Regions from separate parts of the Capra hircus genome. Here region 2 is linked to region 1. A link is a contact called in public Hi-C data. All regions are on one chromosome and are shown on one strand. Each heading gives the region's core, a stretch centred on a gene start, on an enhancer-like site or on the middle of the called end of the contact. The rest is flanking DNA. Distances are from core to core; before and after follow the strand shown.

Region 1 (4,138 bases), core at 923-3,422:
TAGAAATCCTTTCATTTTAGAATGAAGGACCATGAGCCCAGTTTGGAAGACTTTTAGCCTTACATGCATAGGGTAGAAGTATATTTTTGAAAAGGGGAAACTCTGTGACCCTCTTAAAATGGACAGAGGAGCCTGATGGGTTACTTTCCATGGAGTCACAAACAGCTGGACGTGACTGAGCACACAGGCTTAAAATGGGCTACCTACATACCCCATGTCTCTCCCTGTGATGCGACAGTGTCACCATCACCACCTCCAGCTTTAAAACACAGCCTGCAGTCTGTCCTAGCCAAAGGGAGACCCCCACCCCTCCCCCATCCTACACTCCTCCTCCCTCATCTAAGTCTGAATTAAACCTGAACTTGAAAAAAGCCTTCACGATGGATTCATTTTCAAGTTTCAGGTTTACCACTTTTATTTTTAAATACATATATTAAAAGTTGCCTGTGAAAGCTTATTCTAAAGTAAAGTGAAGTGGCTGAGTTGTGTCCGACTCTGCGACCCCATGGACTGTAGCCTCCCAGGCTTCTCCGTCCATGGGATTTTCCAGGCAAGAGTACTGGAGAAGCTTGCCATTTCCTTCTCCAGGGGATCTTCATGACCCAGGGATGGAACCCATGTCTCTAGCATTGCAGGCAGACACTTTACCCTCTGAGCCACCAGGGAAGCCCAAGCTTATTCTAAGAACTGTTTAAAACTCATTTTAAAAAAATTCATTTTTTAATGTTATTAAAAAATGAAAGTAAAATGTAAACTAGAAAATGGAATTTTAATACACTAACAAGTATTCATCAGACATCTTGATCATACTATATTACCATTACTTAGACCCTCCCAAGATCTGCACATGTTCTTGGACCCCCACAGGTTGTATGCTGGGTCCACTGTCCTTCTAGAATACAGAGGATGTTTCAAAGAATAAATCCCTCAAGTTGATTAGGTAGCAGCTGATTAACAAAGATAAACAATGTCCATGTAATTTGAATGCTTAAAATCACCCCATTCCTTCTACTATTTCTCCAAGTTAATATTTCAAGGAAATCTTCCCAGATCAGTGAAGGACTTTGTGGACTTCAGTGAAGTCGCTCAGCTGTGTCTGATTCTTTGCGACCCTATGGACTGTAGCCCGCCAGGCTCCTCCATCCATGGGATTTTCCAGGCAAGGATACTGTAGTGGATTGCCATTTCCTTCTCCAGGGAATCCTCCTGACTCAGGGATTGAACCTGGGTCTCCCACATTGCAGGCAGACTCTTTACTGTCTCAGCCACCATCTGAGAAATGTGGACCTCAGGGGATGTATTTAGTGAGCTAGCTACTGAATCCTAGCCCACTTCTCATTTTTGAGCGGTGGCAATCTGGCAGCCCATTGATCCCCAAAGCCCTGGTGGGGCACACACTGAACTTGAGTTCATCAGCACCGGGTCCTACTTCCCTACAAAAGCTGAGAAAACACAAACACTATGGTAACCCCAGAAATAACTTATGAAGTTATTTCTTGTCAAGGGCAGGATGAACGGATTGCCATCACCCTCTCATTTCAACCGCAGCATGTTGCCCTTGACAAGAAGGCAGAAATCCTTGGTGCTCATCATAAACTTAACCCTGGGGTGCTGAGAGGTTACACCAGGGCCCCAGCCATTCAGAGCTTTCAGTCGCTGGTGGGAGGTGGACCGGAAGCTGATGACACCTGCCCAGGTGACCTGGGAACAGGCCTCAGGCACCAATAAGCGCGGCATAAGCCTGGGGGCAAATCCCAGTGTTTGTCTGATCTCTTTCCTTGCAACTGTGAAATAAATCTCACCCAACTGCTACCCACCCTTCTCAGGGCGGGAGAGCTCTGCACTCAGGGGGCGAGATGGGGGTGGGGGGTGGGGAGGGGGGCTCCACTGACAGTTCATTTAATTAGACAAGAGGAACAAAGGTCTCCGTGCCAACCTCCAGCCCCAATCCTGGCACACTGATTACCCTGGGGCCTAAGCTGCGGCGCTCCCAGCACAAAGCCGGAAACTGTGCGGAGGGCACAGGAGGAAATGGAGGTACCTGTGGTTCCAGCCAGGAGGCATCCCTTTCCGAGGAGGACGGGCTCCTGCCTGCCACGCGCGGAGCTTGGGTCCCGGCCCGGCCGCCCCCGGCCCGCCGCTGCTCCTGCAGCATCACCCCGCGGGGCGGGGCCGTGACGTCACGGCTGCATCCTCGCCGCCTGAGGCCGGTACCCGCAGAGCATCCTTAAAGCGGCACCGCCTGGCCAGCCGGCCGCGGTGGAAGCGCTGGACATTGCGCAGGGCCCCTCAGCTCAGCCAGCTGCGCATCCTCCCAAGTTTAAAGGCCAGCAGGGTCTGCAAAGAAGGCGCCAGAAACAGGTTTGCTATGACTTCTGAGCTGAAGCTTTCTAGCCTTGGTAGGTGTATTCCTCCATGAAGAACAATATTAAAATTTTATTTTACAGCTGTGTCGGTTTAAAGATTAGTATATTAATACTACATATTAAAACATTTCCCCTCTCCTAAGAATTCTTTTCCCCCTCTCCTTCTGATTTTAAAAGAAATGAACCCATTTTTGAGGAGCCTTCGAAGCCCTGTGTGCTCTGGACCCTGCCCACTGTACAGATGGGATAAGTTGGTCCTGCCCAGAAGTATTATACTGCGTTCACTTATTCCCTTAACATGTCTCAGGTACTACTTTGTGCCAGCTCTACCACAGGGACTGCAGATAAGACAGTGAACAAACCGGCCAAATGTCCTGGCCCTGTAGCATGACATTGTCATGAGAGATACATCAAACAAGACAAAGGGCAGAAGATAGTCATCCCCAGAGAAGGGGCTTAGGGAGAGTGGCAGTGGGTTGTGGTCGGAGGGGGGCACTGCAGTTTATTTATTTATTTTGGCTGCACTGGGTCTTCCCTGCTGCGCGTGGGCTTTCTCTAGTTGCAGGGAGTGGAGGCTACTCTTGGTTGTACTGCACAGGCTTTTTACTGGGGAGGCTTCCTTTCTTGCAGAGCACAGGTTCTAGGCTCACGGGCTTAGTATCTGTGATTCATGGACTCTAGTGCCTGGGCTCATTAGTTGCCATGCAGGGGCTTCATTGATCCTTGGCATGTGGAATCTTCCGAGACTAGGGATCAAACCCATGTTCCCTGGGTGGTGCTATTCACTGCACCACCAGGGAAGTCCTGCAGTTTAAATAGGGTTGTTGAGGAGTCCCCACTCAGATGGTGACATTTGAAGAAGACTCCAAATGTCTTCTTCAATGAGGTGAGGGGGTTAGCTGTGCTGGTATCTGGGGGAAGGTCATGCCAGGCTGAGCAAATGCAAAGGCCCTGGGGTAGGAACTGGACTGAATCAATGGCAAAGCAAATAATTATTCAGCCTGCAGTGAAATCACAACACAGAAAGAGCTATCAGGGGCAGACATGTGGCTCTAGGAAAGCTTATAATAGGGGCATGTGACCTCGATGGGAGGGCTGGCTGTCCTTGAGGGAGTGACACTGGACAAGTCTGTTACCACTGGGTGGCGGGGTCAGTGTGTGCAGAGCTCTTGCAAACAGGAGGGCCCAGGGTGAGCTGGTGAGCCTGGGATGCAGCAGTGAGTAGGGATGGGCAGGAGAGGCAGCTTGGGTTCAGCCCACGGACCTTGTGGTCTGCTGTCATTTTTCAAGAATAAGAAAAAGCTTAGAGCTTCTGCAGCAGGCTTCCCAGGTGGCACTAGTGGTAAAGAACCCGCCTGCCAGTGCAGGAGACGCAAGAGACACAGGTTCAGTCCCTGGGTCAGGAAAATCCACTGGAGGAGGGCGTGGCAACCCACTCCAGTTTTCTTCCCTGGAGAGTCTCACGGGCAGAGGAGCCTGGTGGGCTACAGTCTGTGGGATCGCAAAGAGTCAGACTTGACTGAAGCGACTCAACCTGCATGCATGTGCATCGGAGTAGGTGACATAAATCATGACCGCATTTGGCAAAGACCCTGAGCTCAGAGTGGGAAGTGGATTGGATCAGGGCCCAGGTGGGGGCACCAAGGAGGAGCTTACAGAGCTGTCCAGGTGGGAGAGGATGAGGGTGATAGTGGAGGGACAGAGGTGGTGGCTGCCTAGGCACTTGCAGGTAAAACCAAGAGGACTCGGTGACCCACTGAGGTGGGCAGGGT
Region 2 (4,138 bases), core at 664-3,163, 330 kb after region 1:
AAGGTTCAGAAATGAGGGGATACAACTGGAATCTCTGCATAACTGTCATGTCAGAGCCACAAATGGACAGGGAGGGAGTGAGGAAGATGGCTTCTCTGCACAGTGACCGCCCCCCGCCTCCCCCTTTAAAAGTGAACACAATGAGGCTGGATTACAAGTGGCCTGTCTCTCTGACCCATCATCAAGCCTCTCCACTTTAATCTTTAAGAACCAGCGGGGCCTTCACTTGGTCGGCCACCTCCTTGCCGACCAGCACCTCGACGATCTTCAGCGCAAACTCAAAGCTGGTTCCTGGCCCCCGGCTGGTGAGGATCAGGCCGTCTTTCTCCACACGGTTCTCGGAGTAGCTATAATGACCTGGGAAATAAAAACAAAGAAGGGTTACGTCCTCGTGGGCTATGTAGGACAGCCATGAACACCACTCGACACTTCCATTCCCTTACCACACACTGCTGCTGCTGCTAAGTCGCTTCAGTCGTGTCCGACTCTGTGCGACCCCATAGACGACAACCCACCAGGCTCCCCCGTCCCTTGGATTCTCCAGGCAAGAACACTGGAGTGGGTTGCCATTTCCTTCTCCAATGCATGAAGTGAAAAGTAGAAGTGAAGTCACTGAGTCATGTCCAACTCTCAGCGACCCCATGGACTGCAGCCTACCAGGCTTCTCCGTCCATGGGATTTTCCAGGCAAGAGTACTGGAGTGGGGTGCCATTGCCTTCTCCGAACCACACACTACTGTCTCACAAAAATGAAAACACAAACGAGCCAAAATTTTTTAAAAAAGCAAAAGCTCACAACACCAGCACTGTAGCCAGTCACTCATAACTCCATTAGGTACCTCCAGCTCTCAGAACACAGCAGGACAGAAAGGGAGAGGGTTTCTCTGAATCCCCTTTCCTGCCTAAGCACAAACTGTCCAAAAGGAACTCAGCTATCAGAAATCCCCTCCGGGAAGTTCCATCAATCAGAAGAGAAAACCAGGAGCTGATACTACACCCAGACAAACCTTGTCAGAAACTATCATTCCTCCCATCTACTCTTCAAAGGGCCCCTTCATCTTTCTGAAAACCCAATTACCTTCCCCTGAGAGGCCTGTCTCCCCTTTCCCCATTAAGATGGAATTTAAGCCAGAATTCTAAACCATCTCAGGGAATTACTCATTTTCCCCTGGGGCTCTTCCATGTAAACATGAGTTCTAGTGCTTAGTTGCTTAGCTGTGTCTGACTCTGCAACCCCATGGCTTGCAGCCTGCCAGGCCTCCACTGTAGCCTCCACAGCCCCTAATGAGGTCTCCTGCATTGGCAGGCAGATTCTTTGCCACTAGCACCACCTGGGAAGCTAAAGTATACATGTTAATAAACTTTGTTCTTCTCCAGTCAACCTGTCTCCTGTAACAAGGGTCTCAACTAAGAACTCAGAAGGATACAAGGGAAAATTACTTTTCCTTCCCTATAAAATGCTGGGGGAAGGAGGATGTAGGGGAACCAGGGCTGAAGGTAGAAACGACCTGGATTATACAGACCCCCTGGGTGATGCACACTTTCTGCTTGCTGCCTCCACAGCAAACAAGCAGAAAGAACACACAATGTGTCATGGGTGGGGAGAGAGAGGTGCCAAGTGGGGAGAAACCTAGTTTCTCATCAGGCACTGCCTGCTTTCGGAGGCCACAGCTGGCTGTATCTTTGCAAATGTAGTAAGAAAACAGGCTGCTCCTACATTCGCATGAAGTAAACACGACCACCTCCAAGATCTGAGGGCTCAAAGCTGAGATTCCCTGAACCACCCCCCACCCTCACGTTCCACATCAGACAGTCACCAAATCCTCCTACTGCACAAGCACCAGGCCCGAACTCCTCACATGCAGCAGCACCCCACGTGGCCTGGCCCCTTGACCCCGCAGCTGCCCCCAGGGCCCACTCTCCCGCCTGAAGCTTGCAGCTCTGCTACAGAGGGCACTGTAGTCTTTCCGGCCCTGGAGGAGCTGCCCAGGCTGCTCCCTCTGCCCAGAAAGCTCCTCTCAGCAACTCACTCCTTTGAATTCAGCATGGACCCCTCTCTCACCAGGCCCCCCAGGTCACTCTATCATGCACCCTCCCAGCACCCAAGAAACCATCTGGCTCCTATTTACCTCTGGTCTGTGAAATGCTGAGCCCTCACCTATATGTCCAGTCTAGAATGCTAACGGCACCAGGGAGGTACTTCCAAGTGCCAGGTGAAGGAAAGATCAAATGAACACTCCCTGCCTGCTGCCTCAATGCAGGACCTCTGCGTGCAGAGTCCCCCTTCCTCCTGTCTTTCCCTCCACTCTCAGCGCCACCAAACAGGGCACGTTCCACAGTGCAAACCAGAGCACATCCAGGTGCCCCCCATGAGAAGCCTTCACCACTTTCTCTGGCACCTTGAAGTGACCCTCAACTCCAAATCATGGTACACAGGCCCTGAGGCCCAGCCTGTGCACAAAGACAGGGCAGAAAGAAGCAGAGGAGAGACGAAGAAGAACCCACAGGAGTAAACAGCGACCTGGACGGGATAAAGGCCACGGTGAGGACATGGAGGCCCGAGGTGTGTCTTGGAGATGAAATGCCAAGACCTGGCGGAGGAACTGGACGTGGGGAGATACCAATGATGACTTCCGGCCACCTGGCTGCATGGTGACACTGCTCAATGACAGGACATGAAGGACAAACAGATTGAGGGCCGGGGTCAAAAGCCCACAAGGGTCCTCTATGCAATCCTGCCCCATCTGGTCCCTGCAGGCAGAGTTGGGTCTGCAATACCGCACGACCTCTGCCCCCTCCCCCTCTGAGGAGCCCCAAGAAGATGGCTTGATCTTGTCCCCTTCTCTGTCCCCAGAGCCCAAAGAGCTCAGGAAATGCTTGTTTGATGCTCACACAGAACAGCACACCCAAGCAAGATGCTCCTGCTGCACCAGCAAGCTTTAGAGACCATGTCCCAAAGTACCCGTCCTTTCCCAGGGATGAACACCACTGCCCTGCTTCAGGGCTTCCTCTTAGTACAAATCAAGTCACCCAGTGAAACAACTGATGACAGTCCGTGAGTGCTTCCCAGTTACCCTTCTACAGAAGAAAAGGGGATCCCTAGCCTGCAGGGGAGAGGTTTTCCTAAGCTAACCTCATTTACTGTTGGTTAGAGATCATCCCAAGTGCTGAAATAGAGAACCCAGAGCCGAGATGGACACTGAGACACAGGCAATGAAGGCAAGGCTCTGAACGATTGAGGTAACAACCCCTTTGTGGGTAAAATACTACAAATACAGCTTACACTGGTTAAAAATGTTTAAAAATTCCGGTTCTTCTCAAAAATCTCAGCCAGAAGAGCTAAAGGTCTGCTTGCAGACCACCTCCACCTAGCGGTGAAGACGGAGAAAAACGACACCTGCGCACCAGTCCGTTCCTGGTCAACCTGCAGGAGGTGTTCATTCCTTTTTAACTTTAAGCAAACACCTCAAAGCCCCTCTCAAAACCCAGAGACAAAGCAGCCGGGGAGGCTAGGGGCCAGAGGGTAGTAACTAACAGCCGCTTTCCCCTGCACACCCTCACCTTTGTGGTCTGGGAGCCCCAGAGACGCGGTGGCCCAGATAGCCCTAGATCATTACTATCCAGCCCTTCCAGGAAAAGCCCCTGACCCCTGAGGACAGCAGCTCAGGTATCAGTCTGCCAGATTCAAACCTCAGTCTGCTAGTTAGCAGCTGTCTGACCTCCCTGTTTTTCTCTTCTGTAAAATGGGCATTATGCCAACCCAACAGGCTGAGCCCAGGTGATAGCAGCCTGTCTGCTCTGCATCTCCAGCACTCAGCCCGGAGCCAGGCAGAGCCAGGCACTGACTGGTGGGCCCTTTGACACAGCTTCAGTGACCATGGACGTCCCCGTGTGTCACACACACTGACTCACAGAGCCCATCAACAGCCCCGAGAGGCAGGAGCTACCTATGGTCCTCCTCAGATGACAGATGGGGGAAACCAAGGCCCAGCGAGGTTACAGGACCAGCCCTTGGGGGCAGGGAGGGGTGGGGCTGGAGCCACATGGGAGTCACCTGCTCCGGAGTCCCTGTTCGTCCCTGGGAGCCGGCATCCAGCCGCTTAGTAAACCACACAAATGAGAACTGAACAAAACTTTGA

Evidence for each region. Hi-C and Micro-C count contacts between places; a contact is called where the count stands out from the background.
Region 2: a Hi-C map of liver shows a contact between it and region 1, with 2.5 times the contacts expected there. The contact joins the enhancer-like site here to the promoter of SLC45A1 in region 1. A contact is called at or near these places in 2 of 5 Hi-C or Micro-C datasets (blood and liver).

Annotation. Positions count from the first base shown.
Region 1 is chr16:43,612,592-43,616,729 of ARS1.2, forward strand. It overlaps SLC45A1 (proton-associated sugar transporter A), which reads right to left and starts at 2,173. Exons shown (of 9, transcript XM_018060404.1): 1 at 2,042-2,173. The coding sequence starts at 2,155.
Region 2 is chr16:43,943,923-43,948,060 of ARS1.2, forward strand. PARK7 (protein deglycase DJ-1) reads right to left here. Exons shown (of 7, transcript XM_005690737.3): 7 at 1-357. The coding sequence ends at 197. Among named protein-coding and RNA genes, the nearest start is that of PARK7, 15 kb to the right of the region's middle. Within about 2 kb of position 1,914, at least 1 of the 5 cell types and tissues checked has an H3K27ac peak or open chromatin away from gene starts, as enhancers often do.